Linked DNA regions of Bos taurus: region 2 is linked to region 1. Evidence: chromatin contacts called from public Hi-C data. All regions are on one chromosome and are shown on one strand. Each heading gives the region's core, a stretch centred on a gene start, on an enhancer-like site or on the middle of the called end of the contact. The rest is flanking DNA. Distances are from core to core; before and after follow the strand shown.

Region 1 (4,369 bases), core at 1,098-3,597:
AATGGGCAGGGGGATGGCTGCCTGAAGCCAGTCGGGCCAGGGCCTCGGCCCAGGGCTGCGGCAGAGGAGGGGAGACGGGAGAAGCAGAGCCTGCCGTCTGGCCCAGGCACCATGTCCGCATCACGAGGGGCCCGGAAAGGAGGGGGCCCACCCCCACCCCCCGCGTCAGCCCACCACACAGGCAGCAGCCCCGTGCATGCAAGGGAAGGGGGCTTCCTCTCAGACCTCTGGCTGCACAGGCAGGCAGGATGTGCACCTCCTGGCTGGGCTGGAACAGGGTTTTGGCCTCAGAGAGGGCAAGGGTCCCATCCTGTTACTGTCCCCTTCTCCTGCTACCTCAGAGGAACAAAGGCCAGCGCTGGCCCGGGGTCCATGACCTCAAGAGCCAGCAGCAAAGATGAAGGGGCCTTTGCCATGGGGGGGGGGGGGGGTGTGGGGGTGTGGGGGTGTGGGGGTGTGGGGGTGTGTGTGTGTGTGTGTGTGTGTGTGTGTGTGTGTGTGTGTGTGTGTGTGTGTGTGTGTGTGTGTGTGTGTGTGTCTGTCTGTCTGTCTGTCTCTCAGAGTCAGGGATGGTCCACAAAGCCTGAAGAGGGCCTGGAGGTGAGCAGGAAGGGAAATCTCTGATGATGGAAGGATGGGGAGCTAAGCTGTGTGAGGGAGCAGAGCTCCAGGCCACAGTCAGACCCTGGGCCTGGGGCAGACAAAGTGGGGGGCAGGCAGCTGGGGGTGGCCCCTGGCGGGGAAGAGCAGCAAATCCAGGCCAGAGGCAAAGGCAGCTGCCATTGTGCTTAGATCATGGAGGAAGTGGTAGGAGTTTGTCAAAGGGGGGCCCCCTAGGGCCCTGGAATTCCAGAAAGAGTCAAAGGTCAACCTGCTTCTAGCTTTCAGGTCTGAGAAGTTATAAAGGCAAGAGGCTTAGGGGACTGGAGCAGGGGTTCTGTTCACTCTGCCCTCAGGGATCCCCCAAACAAGCTTCCCCAGGGCCAGGGGGAGGTGAGGAACTGGGCTAAAGGCAAAGGGCTGCTTGGGGCAAAAGAAGTGGAGCGCCAGGGTCACAGCAGAGGCGCCTCAGGCCACGCCTCTTCTCCAGAGCAGTGACCTGTGCCGGCAATACCTGTGCTCTGGACAGAGCAACTGCTTCAGCCAAGCTGAGTCCAGACCTTCCAGCGGGCGGCCCTCCCAGCTCCCAGTGAGTCAGGGAGAGAAGGAGCTCCTCGGTCCTGACAGACCCTTCTGAAGGGAACACCTGCATGGGGCCAGCCCTCAGGAAAGACAGGCCCACCCCAACAAGGGCCCCAGAAGCATCTGGTTCTTCCACTCAGAAAGGCCGAGACAGGCAGCTTGAAGATGCAGACAGTTGGGCCCAAGCGCCAGGCCCAGACAGGCCTTCGTGGCAACTCAGGGCAGCTCCCCTCCCGCAGCCAACTCTGTCTCGGGCTCTGGCCTCTGCTAAACTCCCTCTGTACTTCAGAACTGGCAGGCCTCGGAGGTCCCCAAGGACCCAAGGTCCCTAAGGACCGGAACCCATCTGGAAGAACGAGTCCACTCCTAGCTTTCCTCTGCTCAGAGAGTGTGCGACTCCACAACCCCAGGGATCACAGACTAAGGGTGACCTGCTGGCAACTTATAAATGGCTGCTGCAGGTTACAGGGACTCGGTGGCCCTAGACTTAAGAGTCAGCGAGTCCCAGGGTTGTCCTACCAAGGCGTGGCCACCACACAGCAGCTGGCAGGCTGCGTGCAGCCAGAGCTGCAATTTCTGGGTTTCAGGAAGGGCGCTGGGTTATCTGCTCAGCGCTCCCTCTGTCTGGTCCTGAGCTGCGGGCAGTTTGCAGTCGCTGACCTCCTGTGTTCAACAGCCAGAGACACATGGACAATTGTTCCACCTTCGACCGCTTTGTTTGTGCGGCACCATCAGGGCTGCAGTCTTACCCTGCTCCTCCAGCCAGGGTTCTTTTGCCTCTGGACAAAGGTAGGGACCGGAGGCAGGGCCTCCTGTTCCGCCCTTAGGGGCCCAGGTCAAGATAAGTTTAGTCACTCAAGTAAGAGCCTGCAGGAAGGACAGCATCTAAGATCCTAGGCAGGGAAGGCACCAGAGTCCAGCCTATGGGGAGGTGGGGGGTGGGAGGGCCTGGAGGGGGCGGCAGCGGGGAGACCCCTTCAGCATCCACTGTGGGACTGGGGTGGGGAGGGGTCGAGAACAACAGGACACACAGAGGGCAGTGCCCTGGGGACTCTCCAGCAGGAGGGCCAGTGTGGAGGGCTGAGGGCCGGATGGAGCCTGCCCAGCCCCAGCAAAGGCTCCTCTCAGATTAGAGAGGTATGTGGGCTGGAACCTAAACACAGGATGTGAAGTCCAGAGGAAGAGGACCGGAGGGGGAGGAGGCGGAAGGGAGGGAGAGGGCCAGGCCTGGTCAGTCCCAGCACCTTTAACCCCTTCAGGGCGGCACAGAGGGATCCAGGCCACTGGAAGCGCTGGTACTCCCAGCCACACCCAGCGCCCTGTACCCTACCCTTCCTGCTCCTCTGCCTCTGCTGACGGCCCTGAGTGAGCTCTGGCTGTAAGGAGGCCACCTAGACAACCTTCCCCTTCCCTGGAGAGGGATGACCAAGGGTCGAGAGAGAAGCACCTCCAGAACAACACCTGAGACCACCAGCCGAAGGGTGAAAAGAGGGGAGTTTGGGACCCACTGCTCCGGGTGAGGGACTTCACGCCAGGCCCTCCCGGGTCAAGGTCAAGCAGTTCTAGGACTGGTCTGCCTAAGATGTGGAAGAGCTAGAGTAAAGAACAGGGTGGGAAGAAATGTCTCCTCCTTACTTGCCAGAGAAAAAGTCACGTCCTTGGAGGGGAGAAGGTTGCCAAGGAGGACGAGCAGAGGGGGCAGGAAAGGGGGTGGCCGCCCCCCAGCAGGGGGACCTCCGGAGGCCCACACCTCTCCCTGCTGCTCTGACTGGAGAGCAGGGAGGACCCCAGAAGCAGTTATTAAAAATGTAGCCCTGGGCCTCCCCACAAGACCTCCCACCTGCCCAGCTATCAGACACACCAAGGTGGGAGAAACATCATTTTGGATGACGTCTCCAAAGGATAGAGCCTTTTCCCAAGCCTGTTTCCTTTATCGCGTCCCCACAGGACAGAGCTGAGAAGTGCCTCCAGCCATTTGACAAGTGGGAACAGAGACCCAGGAGCAGCAGGGTCTAGCCTCAGTCACAGGGCTTTTCTGGCTGCCCATCCCAAAGACAGAGATTCACAGGCCTCAGGTGTCAGAAGGGGCTGGCCCACAACTCAGAGCTGGACAAAGAGCAGAACAGTGGGGTGGGGGTGAGGGCGCCCAGAACCGAGAGTGCCAGCCAGTCCCCACTCACCTCGGCCTTATACATGCGGATGAGACCCTGGTTCACTTTGGACCAGGAGGGGACAGCGCTGATGTTCCACAGCTGGTTGGAGTGTTCTGCAAAGGGGCCTGTCTTCATCTGGAAAAGAAGAGTTCACAAGCTGGAGATGTGGGCCCTGGAGCCTACCACCTGCTCCCTGCAGCAAGGCTGCTCCAGCACACACGTGTGTACACACACACATGTAAGCACATACATACACATGTAAACACACAGACGTACATACAGACACACGCACACACACTCTCACGAAGACCAGGTGGCAGCAGGCACCTATGGGGTGGCAGTCGTGCAGGCAGGCGCATGTGTGCATATGCCCACGTGCACGCATACACACATGTGCCAGAGACAGGGTCTCTCTTGGCCTGCCACAGGGAGAGCAGGAAGAGCCTAGGGAAGGGTCGGTTTGGGAGAGGGCCTGGACCAAGCCCAAGCACCTGACTGCCTTCTTCATGGGAGGCGGAGGGAAGAAGGAAAAGAGGGGAAAAACACGGGTCACCTGCAGCAGATGCGGGAGGAACGTCTTTAGAAAGCCAGCCTGACCTGGCAGCCGAGTGGAGAAGGGATGGCAACCCCAGCAGCGAGAGACAGGCAGGAGCAAGGACCGTACGGTCCCAGTCCCTCCTCTTGGAAGAAATCCTGCAGCAGGCCCAGTGGAGCCTCCATGATCTCAGAAACCAGCACTGAGACGAGGAAGCGCGTGCGCCTGAGTGCACCCCTCAGACAGCACAAGGCCAGCACATCTGTATTTATTAACAGGCAGTTCACAATCCCCTCCACACTGCCCCCTCCCCGGCTGATGCTGGGGGACGGGACCCTGAGCACAGGCATCAAAAGAAAAAGTCTGAAAAGCAGAGGCTGAGCTGGTGAGAAAGCTGACTTGGACCTCGAGTAGGTGGAAGGTTCCAGAAAAGGCTATGTGTGGAGGCGGGGCTGGTGGAAAGCTGTTCCAGGGAGAAGGGATGGGGGTCCCTCAGCCC
Region 2 (4,369 bases), core at 1,070-3,569, 400 kb before region 1:
TGCGACCCCATGGACTGTAGTCCACCAGGCTCCTCAGTCCATGGAATTTTCCAGGCCAGAATACTGGAGTGGGTTGCCATTTCCTTCTCCAGCTTCGGGATAAGGGGCTTGCTAAGCGTTGCTGACAGAAAGTGAAGAGGAACTAAAGAGCCTCTTGATGAAAGTGAAGGAGGAGAGTGAAAAAATTGCCTTAAAACTCAACATTCAAAAAAACTAACATCACGGCATCCAGTCCTATCATTTCATGACAAATAGATGGGAAAATAATGGAAACAGGAGAGATTTTATTTTCTTGGGTTTCAAAATCACTGCAGATGGTGACTGCAGCCATGAAGTTAAAAGACGCTTGCTCCTTGGAAGAAAAGCTATGACAAACCTAGACGCATATTAAAAAGCAGAGACATTACTTTACTGACAAAGGTCTGTATAGTCAAAGCTGTGGTTTTTCCAGTAGTCAGTTGGATCATAAAGAAAGCTGAGTGCCAAAGAATAAACTGTGGTGTTGGAGAAGACTCTTGAGAGTCCCTTGGACTGCAAGGAAATAAAACCAGTCAATCTTAAAGGAAATCAGTCTTGAATATTCATTAGAAGGACTGATGCTGAAGCTCCAATACTTTGGCCACCTGAGGCGAAGAACTGACTCATTGGAAAAGACCCTGATGCTGGGAAAGACTGAAGGCTGGAGAAGGGAACCACAGAGGATGAGATGGTTGGATGAAATGGTTCATCAACCACTTGATGGACGTGAGTTTGAGCAAGCTCGGAGAGGCGGTGATGAACAGGGAAGCCCAGTGGTCTGCAGTCCGTGGGGTCGCTGAGTTGGAGAGGACTGAGAGGCTGAACGGAGGGGCTGCTTGTGGGACTCCCTGGTAGGGTAAGGGCGTCCAGACTGTGGAGGAAGGGAGCGTTCCCCAGGCCAGGTTTTCACCATCTGGTCCCTGGAGGGCAAGCATCTGGGTGGGCAGGGGCCAGATGTTTCTCTCCTAGTTGGGGCGGGGGGTGGTCCCGGGAGTGGGGGAGTGTTTGGAGTCACGTCAGGAGGTGGTGAAAGACAAGGGGGCAGGAACCGCCTGGAGCCCTCCTGACGCTGCGCTGACCCAGCAGCTCCACCTCCTTCTGCCTATGTGCCGGGCTTGGCCCTGCCACACACCTGCGTGCCTGCCACTGGGCAGAGTTCAGCCCCCTCCCCTTCCTGAAGCCGCTGTGGCTCCAATCCCTCACCAAGGCCAGCGTCGAGGTCTCTTTCGCCACCTCCTGGCCACGGAGGAAAGAGCCACGGAACCCACACTCAGCGGGTGCACTGCTGAGGGGGAAGGGATGGGATTTGGGCTGGACGGGCCGCAGGGTTCGTGGGACCAGGACAGGTTGTGGATGGAGGAGGGTGCTGTTTTCTTTCTTTTTTAATTTTTTTTTTAAATTGAAGGATAATTGCTTTACAGAATTTTGCTGTTTTTCTGTCAAACCTCAACATGAATCAGCCATAGGTATACATATATCCCCTCCCTCTTGAACCTCCCTCCCACCTCCCTCCCCATCCTACCCTTCTAGGTTGACACAGAGCCCCTGTTTGAGTTTCCAGAGCCAGACAGCAAACTCCCCCTTGGCTGTCTATTTTACATATGGTAATAGAAGTTGAGGGCGCTGTTTTGAACGACGGCTTTGCCTCCACAAAGGGGTCAGTTCAGTTCAGTTCAGTCGCTCAGTCATGTCTGACTCTTTGCAACCCCATGGACTGCAGCATGCCAGGCCTCCCTGTCCACCACCAACTCCCGGAGTTTACTTAGACTCATGTCCATTGAGTCGGTGATGCCATCCAACCATCTCATCCTCTGTTGTCCCCTTCTCCTCCTGCCTTCAATCTTTCCCAGCATCAGGGTCTTTGCCAATGAGTCAGTTCTTCGCATCAGGTGGCCAAAGTATTGGAGTTTCAGCTTCAGCATCAGTCCTTCCAAGGAACATCCAGGACTGATTTCCTTTAGAATGGACTGGCTGGATCTTCTTGCAGACCAAGGGACTCTCAAGTCACGGATCTACAAACCCTGTAGGGGATGGGACCGGAGGGGGATTGCAATCCTTGGAACGACTTAATCTCTCCCATCCCCACTCTCTGACTTGCACGCCCTCCCACTCCACCAGCAGTAGTTCTGTTTCCTGGAGAGCCTGCGAGTCCAAAAGGAGGCTTGCTTCTAGTACACCTCCTCCTCTTGGCCTTTGCGCAGGCCAAGCTCACCGGCTCCGAGCCTCAGTGTGTACCCCCCGCAGAGTCGCCGCGGACCACCGCCCCACCCCAAGGAGGCCACCGGCTGCAGCGCCGCGCCGCGCCCACGCGGGGGCAGTGTTGGCCTGGCTTTGGCGCCGCCCGGCGCGGCCGAAACTTCTCAAGCTCTCGCTCCAGGGTCGGAAACTTTTCCCCTCGCGCGGCGCTGGCGCCTGGCGTCCTGCCCCCTGCGCTAGCTCTCCGCGCCGGACCGCGGACGGGGACCCCGGGGGACGCTCCCAACCCCCTCCCCCAACCGACTCTTTCTCGTTTTTTGTCGTTAAAGCAAAAAATCTGCTTAAGCTTGCAACAGCGGGATCAGCCGGGAGCACTAGAGATGGAGTCCAGCGTGCAGAGCACGGGGGCGGGAGTCGGGGTGTCGGGGCCCCCGAGAGCGGGCGGCGGGGACCCAGCGGGCGGCCACGCGGGGTCCCGCAGCCCGGCTTGTAGGGGACCCCTCCGCTCCTCGCCCTCATCCCACCACGCCCTGCCTCGCATCCCTTCCGCTCGCATCGTCCCCCTCCCCCGGGGCCCCCACCCCAGCCCTCCATTTCTTCCTTCCCTCTCCGCGTTCTCGTCCTCTCTCCTGTCTCCCTCCTCGACAGACACGGATTCTGTGTCAAGAGGACCTTGAGTGGCCCCGAGCCTCCCCTCTCGCCACTCCCAGCAGAAACGCAGGGACACACGGGGACAGCCGCGGACAGGCGCCTGCGCGCGCGCGTGCGCGTGCACACACACATGCACATAAGCACACGCATCCCACACACACAGACACATCATACACACAGGCACCACATCCCAAGACCCACACCACACAGTTAGAAACCCCACATAACAGAGAACACCCACATACCCTCCCATGGTCGGGGATCTGCCCGCGACCGCACCCCCCACCTTCTGGGTGCACTTGTTGCCGGGGAGGCCGCAGATGCAGCCCCCACCGCAGTCCTCTGCAGACCTTTCCAGCATGCCCCTGCCCCTCTGCTCACAGAGCTTGGACATGGCGCGACTAAGAAGGGGGACGGAGGGAGGGACTTGCTTCAGGGAGGGGAGCGACCCCTCCCCAGGGTCCCCAGCGGGGTCCTTCTCGCTGGTACATTTCCACTCAGGGCTGGCACGTGGCCAGTCCCTCCTGGGCTCCAGGGAGCCGCATGGCTGGAAGGCCCTGGGAAGCAGCTGTGGCTGGAGCTGGCCGCCCCTCCAGCTCTTGCTCCCCACTACCGCAGACCCCCTGAATCTCCGGAGGGTGGGGCGAGGCAGGTGGACCACCCTCCGCCCCATGCACTGGTCTCTTCCAGTTCCTGTCTGCCCTCCTCAGTCTGAGCCATAGAAGCACCCACCCCCTTCCACCCCCTGCCCTGGACCGCCTGCCTGGGCTGTGGGCAGACCTGTGCCAAACCAGGGCTGGCAGCTGGAGCTGCGGCTAGTTTGGAGGGTGGTGGGGAGGGAGGAAACGTTCCCAACGCAGCGCAGAAGGAAGTGATGGGAGAAGCAGGAAAAGCGCCTCTCCCTTCTCCCGGGGTCCCCCCTCACTGGGCCTCTCCACCCCCTGGAGGGCATCTCCTTAGCTCCTTAGCAAATAAGGAAACTGAGGGCCAGGGAAGTTACCGGGTCTTGTCCAGGCCGTGCCTACCACTGGAATTGGAGCCAGGTCCGGTGTGCCCCAGACCAGACCCCCCTCCCCCCACCCCCACCCTCCCCCACACCCTTCCCCCACCCCCACCCTAGACTGTCTCTCACAACCATTCCTTGTTGGGAAACCAAAACCCAGAGAGGCTCATCGCTTTCTCAAGGTCACTTTGTTTTTAAGTGTTGTAGTCAGGATTCAAATTCAGCAGGAAGAGAGGCCAACATGGGATCCTGGGCCTTCTTCTCCCAGGGGCAAGCAGGGTGGTCTGGAGCCCCTTCCTGCCCCAGGGTCTGTCCTCCAGCTCTGGGGCCCCGGGGAGGCATGGAGAACCCGGGGAAGCCCAGGGCGGGAGAGATGTATTGGAAGGTGGCGTTTGGGGAGGCTGTGGAGACTGGCTAGTGATAGGGCTGGAGCAAAGGGTCCTGAGAGCCGGAGTCTCAAGAATTCCCTCGAAGGCGGGGCTGGGCCCACGGGGAGGGGGG

Evidence for each region. Hi-C and Micro-C count contacts between places; a contact is called where the count stands out from the background.
Region 2: a contact with region 1 is called in a Hi-C map of liver, with 5 times the contacts expected there. The contact joins two enhancer-like sites. A contact is called at or near these places in 2 of 11 Hi-C or Micro-C datasets (liver and skeletal muscle).

Annotation. Positions count from the first base shown.
Region 1 is chr11:99,598,434-99,602,802 of ARS-UCD2.0, reverse strand. PTPA (protein phosphatase 2 phosphatase activator) reads right to left here. Exons shown (of 10, transcript NM_001046173.1): 9 at 3,363-3,470. Among named protein-coding and RNA genes, the nearest start is that of MIR12056, 3.3 kb to the left of the region's middle. Within about 2 kb of position 2,347, at least 37 of the 102 cell types and tissues checked have an H3K27ac peak or open chromatin away from gene starts, as enhancers often do. A contact at or near this core is called in liver, where this site is marked.
Region 2 is chr11:100,002,666-100,007,034 of ARS-UCD2.0, reverse strand. No RefSeq gene overlaps it. Among named protein-coding and RNA genes, the nearest start is that of C11H9orf50, 13 kb to the left of the region's middle. Within about 2 kb of position 2,319, at least 39 of the 102 cell types and tissues checked have an H3K27ac peak or open chromatin away from gene starts, as enhancers often do. A contact at or near this core is called in liver, where this site is marked.